2 separate regions of the Oryctolagus cuniculus genome follow, and region 2 is linked to region 1. Evidence: chromatin contacts called from public Micro-C data. All regions are on one chromosome and are shown on one strand. The core of a region is the stretch at or near the end of the contact, and the rest is flanking DNA. Distances in the headings are between cores, read along the strand shown.

The links. Hi-C and Micro-C count contacts between places; a contact is called where the count stands out from the background.
Region 2: a Micro-C map of ear pinna shows a contact between it and region 1, with 4 times the contacts expected there. The contact joins the enhancer-like site here to the promoter of KLF13 in region 1. A contact is called at or near these places in 2 of 6 Hi-C or Micro-C datasets (ear pinna and an unstated tissue).

Annotation. Positions count from the first base shown.
Region 1 is chr12:12,328,989-12,334,347 of mOryCun1.1, forward strand. KLF13 (KLF transcription factor 13) reads left to right here and starts at 2,903. Exons shown (of 2, transcript XM_051822252.2): 1 at 2,903-3,946. The coding sequence starts at 3,400.
Region 2 is chr12:12,455,517-12,460,875 of mOryCun1.1, forward strand. It overlaps OTUD7A (OTU deubiquitinase 7A), which reads right to left. Exons shown (of 10, transcript XM_070053542.1): 8 at 2,892-3,006; 9 at 2,704-2,788; 10 at 1-1,013. Among named protein-coding and RNA genes, the nearest start is that of KLF13, 130 kb to the left of the region's middle. Within about 2 kb of position 2,040, at least 2 of the 8 cell types and tissues checked have an H3K27ac peak or open chromatin away from gene starts, as enhancers often do. A contact at or near this core is called in ear pinna, where this site is marked.

The DNA.
Region 1 (5,359 bases), core at 1,653-4,152:
TCTTATTTAATTTTTTTAACTTTATTTCCCATTTCATAGGTGGTTGTTTTCTTCTATTTTCATGAAGGTTTTCTCAGTTTTCTCTTCCATCTATTGAAAGTTTTTTTTTTTTACATTTCTACTACTTTTTTCTTTTGATAATTTTTGAACAATTAAAAAATATTTAAAAATTTTCTTTGAAAGAGTGCTCCCATTTGCTGGTTTACTCTTACATGCCTGAGACAGCCAGGGCTAGACCAGGCTGAAGCCAGGAGCCTCCATCTGGATCTCCCGTCTGGGTTTCAGCAACCCAACTACTTGAGCCATCGCCTGCTGCTTCCCAAGGTGTACAGTAGTGCAAAGCTAGAATTGCGAGCAGACCTGGGACTTGAACCCAGGCACTCAGATATGGGATGTGGGCATCCCAAGTGGTGTCACAACTTCTGTGCCAAACGTTCACGCTTCTGCTACCTTATTTTAAATCTCCAAGAACTTTTTATTTAACTTCCTCTAAATTAGGTAACTTTCTGGGCCCTGATATCTTTTTCACATTTCTCTGATGACATTATCGATGGCTTGACATTTACTGCTCTCTGCATAGTCTGTTTCCTCCAACTTGCTTTTTAAAAATCTACCGTGGCCTTGTATTTCATGACGCAGGCTTTCCTGAGTTGCCAGGTCAGCCCTGGCTGCCTGCTCATGTTTGTCTGGGAGGGACTGAGACCGGTTAAAGTGGTTAAAGTTCTGTGCATATGAGTGGCAGCATAACCATGACCATGGCCTTCCCTGCTGGGTGGCTGGCTGGACAAACGCACATGTTTCCCCTTGGCCTGGGATTCCATGGATGTGGGACCTCCGCCCGTAACAGTCCCAGGACACCACCCTGTAGCTTCTTCAGATAACATCCAGCCTTTTGTTAGGGTGGGGAAGGCACTGTCAGGGACCTGGGCTCCCCAAGCAGACTTTAGCCAGCCCTCTGACCTCAGCACTGCGTCACTCCCACGTGCAGTGGCTCCCAGGGCTACCCGTCCGTTCATGAACCTTCTAGCGAACTATCACATTTTCTCAACTCGGCTACGCATCTCAGGTTCATAAAGTATTGCTGGGAACTTCCTCGCGCTCTCCCCGCCCTTGCGGCTGCTGGCCTTTGCAAATACTCTCTGGAGGATCCAGGGGGAAGTTAAATGAACATCTAGTATCCCTTCTATCACCTTCACCCAGAAGTCACAGCTCCTGTCTCTTCATTCCCCACACACATCCTGGCCCAACTGTTCTTGCCTGCTTTCCCTACTCTTTAATTCCATTTCCTCCATCTGAAATGAGATACTACTCGCACCCTAATATACACGAGTCACCTCTGTTAAATTTCGCCTAAGTGAGAAACATATACACCCACAGCCATGGTGAGATCTCGGGGCAAGAGAACTCGAGAAGATACCTCCTTGTGGGTTTGGGACACAGGTTGCTGGTCTGATGCCCCAGTCAGCAAATTCCATGAGAATTATCAAATGCTCAATGAGGGGGGATTATTGGGAAAACAGCCAAGAGGCTGTGTTTTGTATCTAAGCGTGCCACGCCGCACAGCCGAAACCATCTGGGAGGCCACACTCATGGAGAACCCTTGCATGGGGCGTGGCAATGGGGAGACCCCTGCCCCCGCGCGTCTGCTTTAATCTGGCCCTACCAGCCTGAACAATGCACTCTCTTGGGAGACCCGCTCTCGCGTGTGCCGGCTGCAGCGGGCAGGAGAGGATGAGGGGCCGTAACAGCACAGGGCAGCGACCCGGTGCGGCCGAGGGAATTTGAGGGTTCCGGTCACAGATCGCCAAGGCGCGCATTAGTCGGCGCAAGTTCACAGTTGACGGCATCATGCATCGCTGAATGGCTGCCTTCCTCCTCAGCTACCTGGAGAGCTTAGTCTTTCCTACTCGGGACTCTAATTAACTCGGAGGGAGCTCGGACTCGACCGTCGCTTTGGGGACAGGACGAGTGCGCCCCTGCCCACTGCCTCGCATGGCCCCGTCCCCCAGGGCTCCAGGAAGGACTCGCCAAAAAGTGCCACACGCGCAAGGAGCCCGGGCTGCTCCGGAGCGCACGGGGAGGCAGGCACAAGCGGCTCCGAGGCGGTGGGAACCGGGTTCTCTCCGGTGAAGGCGAGCGGGGGGCGCCGGCGAGCGTCAGGGGCGAGTCGGCCCGGCCCTGCCCAGCCCGGGAGGCCGCGGGCGGGGCGCTGCCCAGCGAGGCCCAGACAGTGGGCGGGTGCGGTGCGGCGCGGCGGGCGGGGTCCTCGCAGCTGGTGGCGTCTGAAGCCGCCCCGACCGCGGCGGGAAGGGGCAGCCCAGGGAAGTTGGCAGCGGGCCGGGGGCGGGGGCGGGGGCGGGGGCGGGGAGGAGAGGGCTCCGCGGTCCCCGCCGCCCCGGCACGCCGTCCACTCCCGCAGGCCCAGGGTCGCCCCGAAGCCGGGGCTCAGCTGGGAGAGGGCGTGGAGGGGCGAGCGGAGTTCGCGCCGCTGCCAGAGGCGAGCCGCCCCCTCGCCGGCGGGGCTGGACAGACAAAAGGGCGCCCTTCAGAGCGCTAGCCAGCCACGCGGGGCTCAAGCGAGGCTGTCGACGCACAAAAGCTCAGGCTGGGACGCGCCTGCCGGAGTCCCCGAGCCGGGGAGCGGCCCCGAGCGGGTGCACCCGGCCCGCCGCCCTGGGACGTCGTGCGTCAGCGCGCCCCGCGCCGGCTCGCCGCCGCCCCCGTTCCAACGAGGGGGCACGCCCACTGGGGGCGCGCAGGCCCCGCGGCGGGGGACGCCCCTCCGGCGGCCCGGATTGGCCGGGCCGAGTGCGCACGGGCCAATGGCACTCGCGCCTGCCCCCAGGCCACGCCCCTTCCCAGGGGCGGGCGCGCGACCGCTCCGTGCGGCCGGTGCGCGCTCCGGGATCCCCGCCCCCTCCGCGCGCTGCTCCCCGCGGCCGCCGCCGCCCGTAACCTGCGCCGCCAGGATGTGGCTGGGGGCTGACGTCGGGTCCAGATGTGGCCCCGGCCCCGCCCACCCTCGGGGCCGGGCCGCCCACACCGAGCCGCGGCGCGCACGGCGGCTGTCCCGCCTGCCACAATGCGCGGCGAGGCTGCGGCCGCGGCTTGACGCGGGCGTCCCTGACGTCGCCGCTCGGCATCCTTAGGACAGGCCGCCCCCGAGGCCGCGCGGAGCCCCCTGGCCCGCGCCCCCCCATGCGCTCACGCCTCGGTGGCCGGCCGGGCGGACGCGGAGCCGCGCGGGTGACGGCAGACAGAGGCGGCTGCGCGCCCAGCCTAGCCCAGCCCAGCCGAGGAGAGGGCGCGCCGCGCCCCCGCCCCCCGCCCGCTCTCCGGAGGCCGTGGGTGCGGATGCGCGGCTGACGACTCGCAGCGACCAGCACTGGAGCCCGCAGCATGGCAGCCGCCGCTTATGTGGACCACTTCGCCGCCGAGTGCCTCGTGTCCATGTCCAGCCGCGCGGTCGTGCACGGGCCGCGGGAGGCGCCGGAGCCCCGGCCCGAGGGTGCGGCCGCCGCCGCCGCCGCCGCCGCCCCCGCGATGCCCCGCGCCGACGAGCGCCGCGACGGCAAGGACAGCGCCTCGCTGTTCGTGGTGGCGCGGATCCTAGCGGACCTCAACCAGCAGGCGCCGGCACCCGCCGCGGCGGAGCGCAGAGAGGGGGCCGCGGCCCGAAAGGCGAGGACCCCGTGCCGCCTGCCGCCCGCCTCCCCCGGCGGCGAGGGCGCCGCGGCCGCGCCCCCCAGCCCCGCGTGGAGCGAGCCCGAGCGGGAGCCGGCGCCCGCGGGGAGCGGCGAGCCCGGCCTCAGACAAAGGGGCCGGCGGGGCCGGAGCCGCGCCGACCTCGAGTCCCCGCAGAGGAAGCACAAGTGCCACTACGCGGGCTGCGAGAAAGTTTACGGGAAATCCTCGCACCTCAAGGCGCACCTGAGAACTCACACAGGTCAGTGGGCGGCCCGGGCCCCCCGAGCGCGCGGGCTGGGGGCCACGCCCCCCGGGGCGGCCAGGGCCGCGCCCCGAGCTCGCGCGGCGCGAGGCGGCCCCGGGCCCTCGGAGCCGGCGCCCGCCCGGCGACCGCGCCCCCGCCGGGCACGCCCCCTCCCCGGGCGCGCTGGGGCGGGGCCGCGGGGGTGGATGTCGTCATCCGGGCCGGAGCGGGGACCCCGCCCAGGCCGGGGGGCGGCGCGGGCAGGTGCGCGCGCGCCGCTCGCGGCGGGGGCGGCCCGGGCGCGGGGCTGGGGGCTCCCAGCGGGTGTCCGGCCGGCCGGGCGCGCTCTCGGGGTGTGGGGGGGGGGAGGTGCGCGGCGGGCGAAGTTCACTCCGGGACAGGGCTCTCTTCGGCCACTCGGCACATTCTTCGCTCTCCTCTTCCTGTAATTTTTCCAGCGCTCTAAGGTTTAATTTGTCGTAACCGGAGCCGGCGGCCGCACTAGCCGACGCGGGGGGCGGTCCCGGGTCCCTGCTCCCCGCCCGCGGTTCTTTGTGGGCGCCCCCGCCCATCCGGCCGGCGGGGCCGCGCCCGGCCCGAGGGGCTGCGGGGCGGGCGGCCCCCGCTCTCACCTGCCCGAGGCCGGATGCGGGCAGGCAGCACCTGCGCGAGGGTGGCCCGCGACGGCACGTCCCGTCGCCGACCCGGTGGTTTGTAGTTGATTAATCTCTGGGTGTGTTTTTTCTATTTTCTTTGAATTTAACGCAAAAATGCAAACGTTGGACGGATGGCAACTACCCATCCCGGTTCTGGTTTACATAATTAACGTGGTTCCCTAGAGCTCACGTGCGATCCTTGGCGACACTTAAGTTCTCCATCTCCCTGGCAGGTACAAAACTTGGCTTTTCATGCCGTGACTTTGTTTTCAAGGGCTGTGCCTTTTCCTCCGTGAAATAGTGCACAGCCCGATCGAAACGGGTAAAGTGCACCTTCCAAACCCTAGCAGAGAGGGCCCCTTGCTCCCCGCACATTCGGAGCCCAGCAGGCCGGGCTCTGCAGGTGCGGAGCCCCCAGCCACGTGGCAGGTGCGGAGGTTGAGGGGGACGCGGGTCAGAGTTACCGCAGCGTGGGCCCAGTTGCCGGTGGGATTAGGGTAAGGGTTCAGCTGGGGTGAGCGGCGGCGAGGGTGGGTGCGGCTGTGGGGGAGGGGCGGCATGGAGGACCCGGGAGGGGCAGAGCTTGGGGAGTGGCTGCGGGGCGAGGTCTGCCTGTGGCCGGCGAGGCTCGAACTGGGCGGGGACGCCGGTGTCTGAGGAGCCCCGCCGCTGCAGGCCGCCCTCCGGCCGGACCGGAGTATCGGCCCGAGAACCGCCGTGGGCGGGGCCTCGGCCAGGGGACATCTTTCTGGTCGGCTGGCGCACTCCTCCA
Region 2 (5,359 bases), core at 790-3,289, 130 kb after region 1:
ACGTGGATGACGCTCTGGCGCGCCGGCGCTGGCGGGCTGCGGCCCGGGGCGGGTCCGCTGGCGCCCGCGCGTCGCGCGCCGCCGGGGCCCGGGGAGGCCGCGCCGCCCGCTGCCGCCCTCGCCGCCCTGGAGCCCGCCGCAGGCCCGGGGCTCGGGCGCTCCTTGAGCTTGAGCACCAGCTGCGTGGGCTGCCCGGCCGGCGGGCCCGGCGAGGCGCGCTCGGGGCCCGGCGCACCCTCGGCGTCCGGCCTGCGCGGTGGCCGCTTGGCTGTGGAGCAGGAGGACGACGAGGCGGCGGCGGCGGCGGCTGCCGCGGCCGCGGCGGCGGCGGTGGCGGCGTCGCGGCGCCGCTGCTCCTGCTCGGCGCTGAAGCGCTCCTGCGCGCTGGTCAGGTAGTAGCCGATCATTTCCTCGTGGAACTGGTGCCGGTGGCTGGTGAGCAGCAGGCCGGCGAAGATGAACTTGCGCTCGCCCTGCATGGCGGCGCGCAGGATGTTGAGGCTCAACTTCACGTCCGTGCTGTACTTCCAGGCGTCGCCGCGCGGCCCGCCGCCCTTCTCGGCCGGCGACGCGCCCGCGGGCCTGTCGGTGGGCGACGGCGTGGTCTTCTCGGACGGCGACGTGCTGGCCGACGCGCCCGACTCCTCCTTGCTGCCCTTGCGCGCCTTGGCCTTCTTCTCCTTGGCGCGCTCGGGCGCGTCGCCGTGCTTGCCGTTGGCCGAGCCGGCGCGGCCCATCTTGCCGTGCACCAGGCCGCCCAGGCCGCCCATGTTCTTCTTGAGTTTGCTGCCCAGCGTCTTGCTGAAGCTGCCCAGCTTGTTGGCCACGGAGTCCGCGCGCGTCTTGTCCTTGTCCTTGCGCTGCTTCTCCTTGTCCTTGTCCTTACCGTTCTTGCCGTTATTGCTGTTGGAGCTGCTGCACACCGAGTCGCGGTCCGAGTCCAGCGAGTCGGCCAGGGACTGCACATCCTCGCCCGCCGAGGCCGTCGGGGACTCTGGCTGCGCCAGGGGCGCCTGCGGGCAGAGAAGGCGAGTTAGGGTTAGGACGGCTGGCCTGCCCTGTGCTATGTGAGGCTGACGCGAGGCCCCTGGTATACGGGGTGCTTATGGGGAGTGGGGGGGCTGCCCTGCAGGTGTAATGGACAGACAGGTTTGCCGGCGTTTGCAGAAGGCTCTGGGAACCGCCCCACCTGCGCGTGCCATCTGGCCATGTGGCCGGGGCTCACTGCCTCTCCTGGAACGCTGAGTCGGGACTGCGGGTAGGGTAAGATAAGGCCCCTGGCTTTGAGCCTCACAACCTGGCACACTGGAGAATTCCCGCGCCTGGCCACAATGCCTGCTTGACCACACGGAAGCCTCCCCCTCCCCTTGCTGGCCTCTGTTTATAAAGTTCAAGGCCTCCAGGTGGGGATGGCGTCTCACCTGCACAAAAGGTTTCTCCTACAAAGATGGTCTCCCTCCCGCCGGGCAGGAGGATATAGAACTCTGGCCCTCAGAACCCCATTTCTTGGATCACACACCACTGGGATTCAGCCATGGCAAGTTGTTTTAGGGGTTCCTTTCTGAGTGTGGCCATGTGAGGTGGCAGTTGGAGAAGGACTCTGGGGTAGGTCTGGGTAGAAAAGATGCTGCCATTGTCAGACTTGGCCTCCTGTGGGGGTGGACACTGGGGGTGAGACCCCCTGACCCTGCTCAGGCAGCCAGGAGGGCATGGCCGGAGGGAAGGGGCCGGGGGCCAGACCAGGATCTGAGGGTTTGTGGAGGGTGCAGGTAGCACCTACTGCTGCTCCGTGGAGAGACCATCCCAGGGGAGCAGAGGATTTGAACTAGCATCACTGGGTGATGGGTGCCGTGGCAAAGGGTCCTGTCTGAGCTGGCTCTCTAGGGCTGCTGAAGAGGAGCCTGGGAGAAGGCTCATTGCCTCCCACCCTCAAGCAGGTGCAAGAGAGGGTTGACTCTTGGAGCTGAGTCACCCAGAAGGCAGGGTGCGTGGGACCGCCTAGGCCTCATCACCATCTGTGGGCGGTGATCCCATCTGTGGGTGGGTGACTGGCTCGTGCCCTCTGTTAAATGGGGCGGCGGCGGCAGCCTGCGGCAGCCCTGTGAACAGTGCAGGTAGAGCGGAAGTGGAGCCTGCTCTGAGCACCACCCAGCAGCACCCAGGTGCTGGCTCCGTGCCAGGTACTTGCAAGGCCTCCTTAGGAGCCCCAGTTCACGCCCAAGTACACTGGTGTCTGGGCAGGGCCAGTTATTTGCAAGCTGTTTTTACAAATCCCTTGCCCTGGGAGTGGACCACTGAGATTACACAAACATCGGTCAGCCTCTTGGAGCCCTGGCAGCCCCTTCTGCCGTCCCCCAACCCAGCCAGCTCTGCCTCCCAGCGCGCTGCTCGGCTTTTCCAAGGACCCACACACAGCTGGTAATTAATCTGCTCTGCGGCTGCACGTTGTGTTCTGATCCCAGCAGAGATAGCTTTGTGTTGTGACTTGCCTACGGTTTGTTTTCTGAGTGGGCGTGTTTATGCCTCTCCTGCAGAAAATAAGGGGACACGTGCACACGTGTGCGCGCACACACACACACACACACACACCCCTCCCTGAGATGCATGCTCTGCCCGCATGCATTCGCGCTCCAGGCTGGGCACGGGGGTGGGGACTGCCGGGCTGCAGGCGCCCCTGGAGGCGAGCGGCCTGGCAGGGCTCACCCGGGTCTCAGAGGGGATCCGGATCCACGTCACATTCATGTAGCTGTGCAGGAGGCTCAGCTTGGCTTCTAGAGACAGGATGAGGCTGGTGAGAGAACACATACCCAGTGAGCGGGCTGCCCATGCGCTTGCCGTCTGTCCCCGGGGGAGCCCAGCCCATGGGGTGAGGAGGGGGGGCGGGGTCTTACTGGGCCAGCCGGGCGTTGTCCTTGTCGTCTTTCCCCCACTCCCAGTCCTTCCCCGGGTCCACTGCGAAGTGCAGCGGCAGCAGCTTGTGCTCGGAATCCGTCAGGGGGATCACGGCTGCAACAGAGGAGATGGGGTGCCAGGCAGCTCCTAGGCCCAGGCCCGGGAGCCCTGGCACTCCCCAGGGAGGACCAGGGGGTCTCCGTGCTGAGTCAACCCCATGGACGCCTACAGGCGCATCGGTGCCACAGGAAGAGTAGAAGCAGCAGCGGCCCCCCCAGAAGCTCTGCGGTTTTTTGCAGGTGTTGAGGGGCGGCTGGAGGCAGCCCATGGCAGGTCCCCACTGGGCACTGGGATGGGAAGACGCTATTGCTGCTCCTGGGGTTGCTGAGGAAGGACCCTGTAGGCTGAGACATGTGGGGCGTGGCCTCCTTGCAGATGGCCTGGGGCTGGGCCCATCTGCTGACCTCTACTGGTTCATGACTTGGGGACACATGTCTGTGTCAGTGCCTGGGACCCATGGAGCAGCCCAGCCTCTTCCCGGGGTGGGGAGGGGAGCTCATCTGGGCTGGGTCCACTTAAGCAGGTGGGAAAGCCCCGGTGTCAGGGAGAGGTGAGCCCGGGGAGGAGGAGAGGCGAAGGGCAGGTAGGAGGTCTTCCTGGAGGTGCAGGGGAGTATGGAGAGGGGGCTAGGGCTCCACCTGGGCGCAGCCACCTCCTGCAGGGGTGTTCTCCAGGATGAGCGGCGGGAAGGGGCGGGAGACGGCACCCCGTGGACCCTGTGAGTGCACCACAGCCTTCTCCAGCCGCTCCGCACCGCATGGAGGCCTGAACGCCAGGGGCGCTGACCAGACCCGACCCGGCGCTGCCCTCGAGTACTGCCAGAGAGAAAACGCGAGCCTAGTGGCCCCCCGCTTCGCGGCTCAGCCAGGGCGAGCAGGCGCTCCCACTGGGGGCGAGCTCCGCCCACCGCAGTCACAGGGCTCGCTCAGAGGCAGGGCCTCGGCCACGTCCTGGCCAACAGCGAGGAGAAGCCCGGCTCCCCACCCCCCAGCACCGACCTCTGGCCTTGTGAAAGTAGCGGAGGTCCAGGTGCCCACGCACAGACGAGCCAAACTAGGACGTCCAGGACAAGGACCCCCCCCCCCCCCAATCCCCGCCACGGTTCTTAAAAATCAGGCAAACTTGGAAAAGACTGTCCTAGAACAATCTTTTAGCGGTTGCTGCAGGTGCCCTGGGGCTCTGTGGTTCGGGCTGTCCAGGCCGGGCCCAGGGTAGAGCTGCTACGTGCGGGAGGGGGCAGGCGCCCCCGGGCAGAGGCGATGCTGGGGGATGCGGTTAGCAGCAGGGCGCCCTCTGCCCCCTCCTTCGCCTTGGAGGGCGGTGGCGCTCCCTGGGAGAAGAGCCGCCTGCCAATCAGCACCCCGTTCCAGATGATTTGCGTGGGAACTCAGCTTGTGTGTGAAGCGCTGCGATTTGGGCTTATTTGTTTCGGAGAAACCACTGAAACCTGCACAGCTTCACACCCACCCCAGTCACTCTCCTCTTTCTCCCACAGGGCTCCTGGGAATTCTGGTCCCCACCTGCTGGGCTGGAACTGCTGCCTTCTGCCCCCTGCTGGTGGGTGGTTGGAAAACACCTGGTAGTACCCGAGCCGCGCGCCTGAAATGACCCAGCGGGTAAAGGCAGGTGCCGGCGCTCTGGGGACCCGCCTCCACAGAGGGCTGGGGCCGCAGGGCCCGGAGTGTCCTCGGAGGCCTCGGTCTCTTTCAACGTACACATTGACCTTTCTGTTGGAAACTCTTTCTGCAGAGGCGTAGCCACGCGGCGGGCTGCCCCCTGGTGGCGGATGTCCGCAATAGCAGGTGCATTTCAAAATCAGCTTGGAGAGGGTTTTAAAATTTGTTTTGTTTTTGACAGGACTCTCTTCCGTCTCTTAGCCTGGAAACACGGAGACATCCCCTCAGACCAGGCTGGACATTTTAGATACTTGTTTTCCAAAAAAGAATGGAGACATCTGATTTCTGTTTGGGAGAGTATTGTGTATTCCAACAACAGCAAGTCAGAGGAAGCACAAACACACAGCCTGTCTCTAGGCACAGACAGCTGAAGTCGCAGGGGGACCAGCTAAGCCCCAGATCTAAGGAAGAACCGGTGCCCCGGAGAGGTGGCTGTGAGCTCAGGCGGGGACTCAGCTGGACCCCAGTAGGAAGAATTCAACTAAAGTTGTTAAATTGCTAGGAGTGTACTGGTGAAATAACACGGAACCCTGAGGGGTGAGGATACAAAGCAAACTTGTGTGCACCTGCAGGCTCCTCACCACAGGACCCATTCTCGCGCTCACAAAAGACTGGCAAGAATTCCGAGAAGGCTCCTCCACAGATTTTTCTGTCCTATCTCTGCTGGGGGTGGGGGTGGGGGCCAGGGCAATGTCTGTCATTCTAATGAGTGTCTGTCTCAGGCAGGCGCG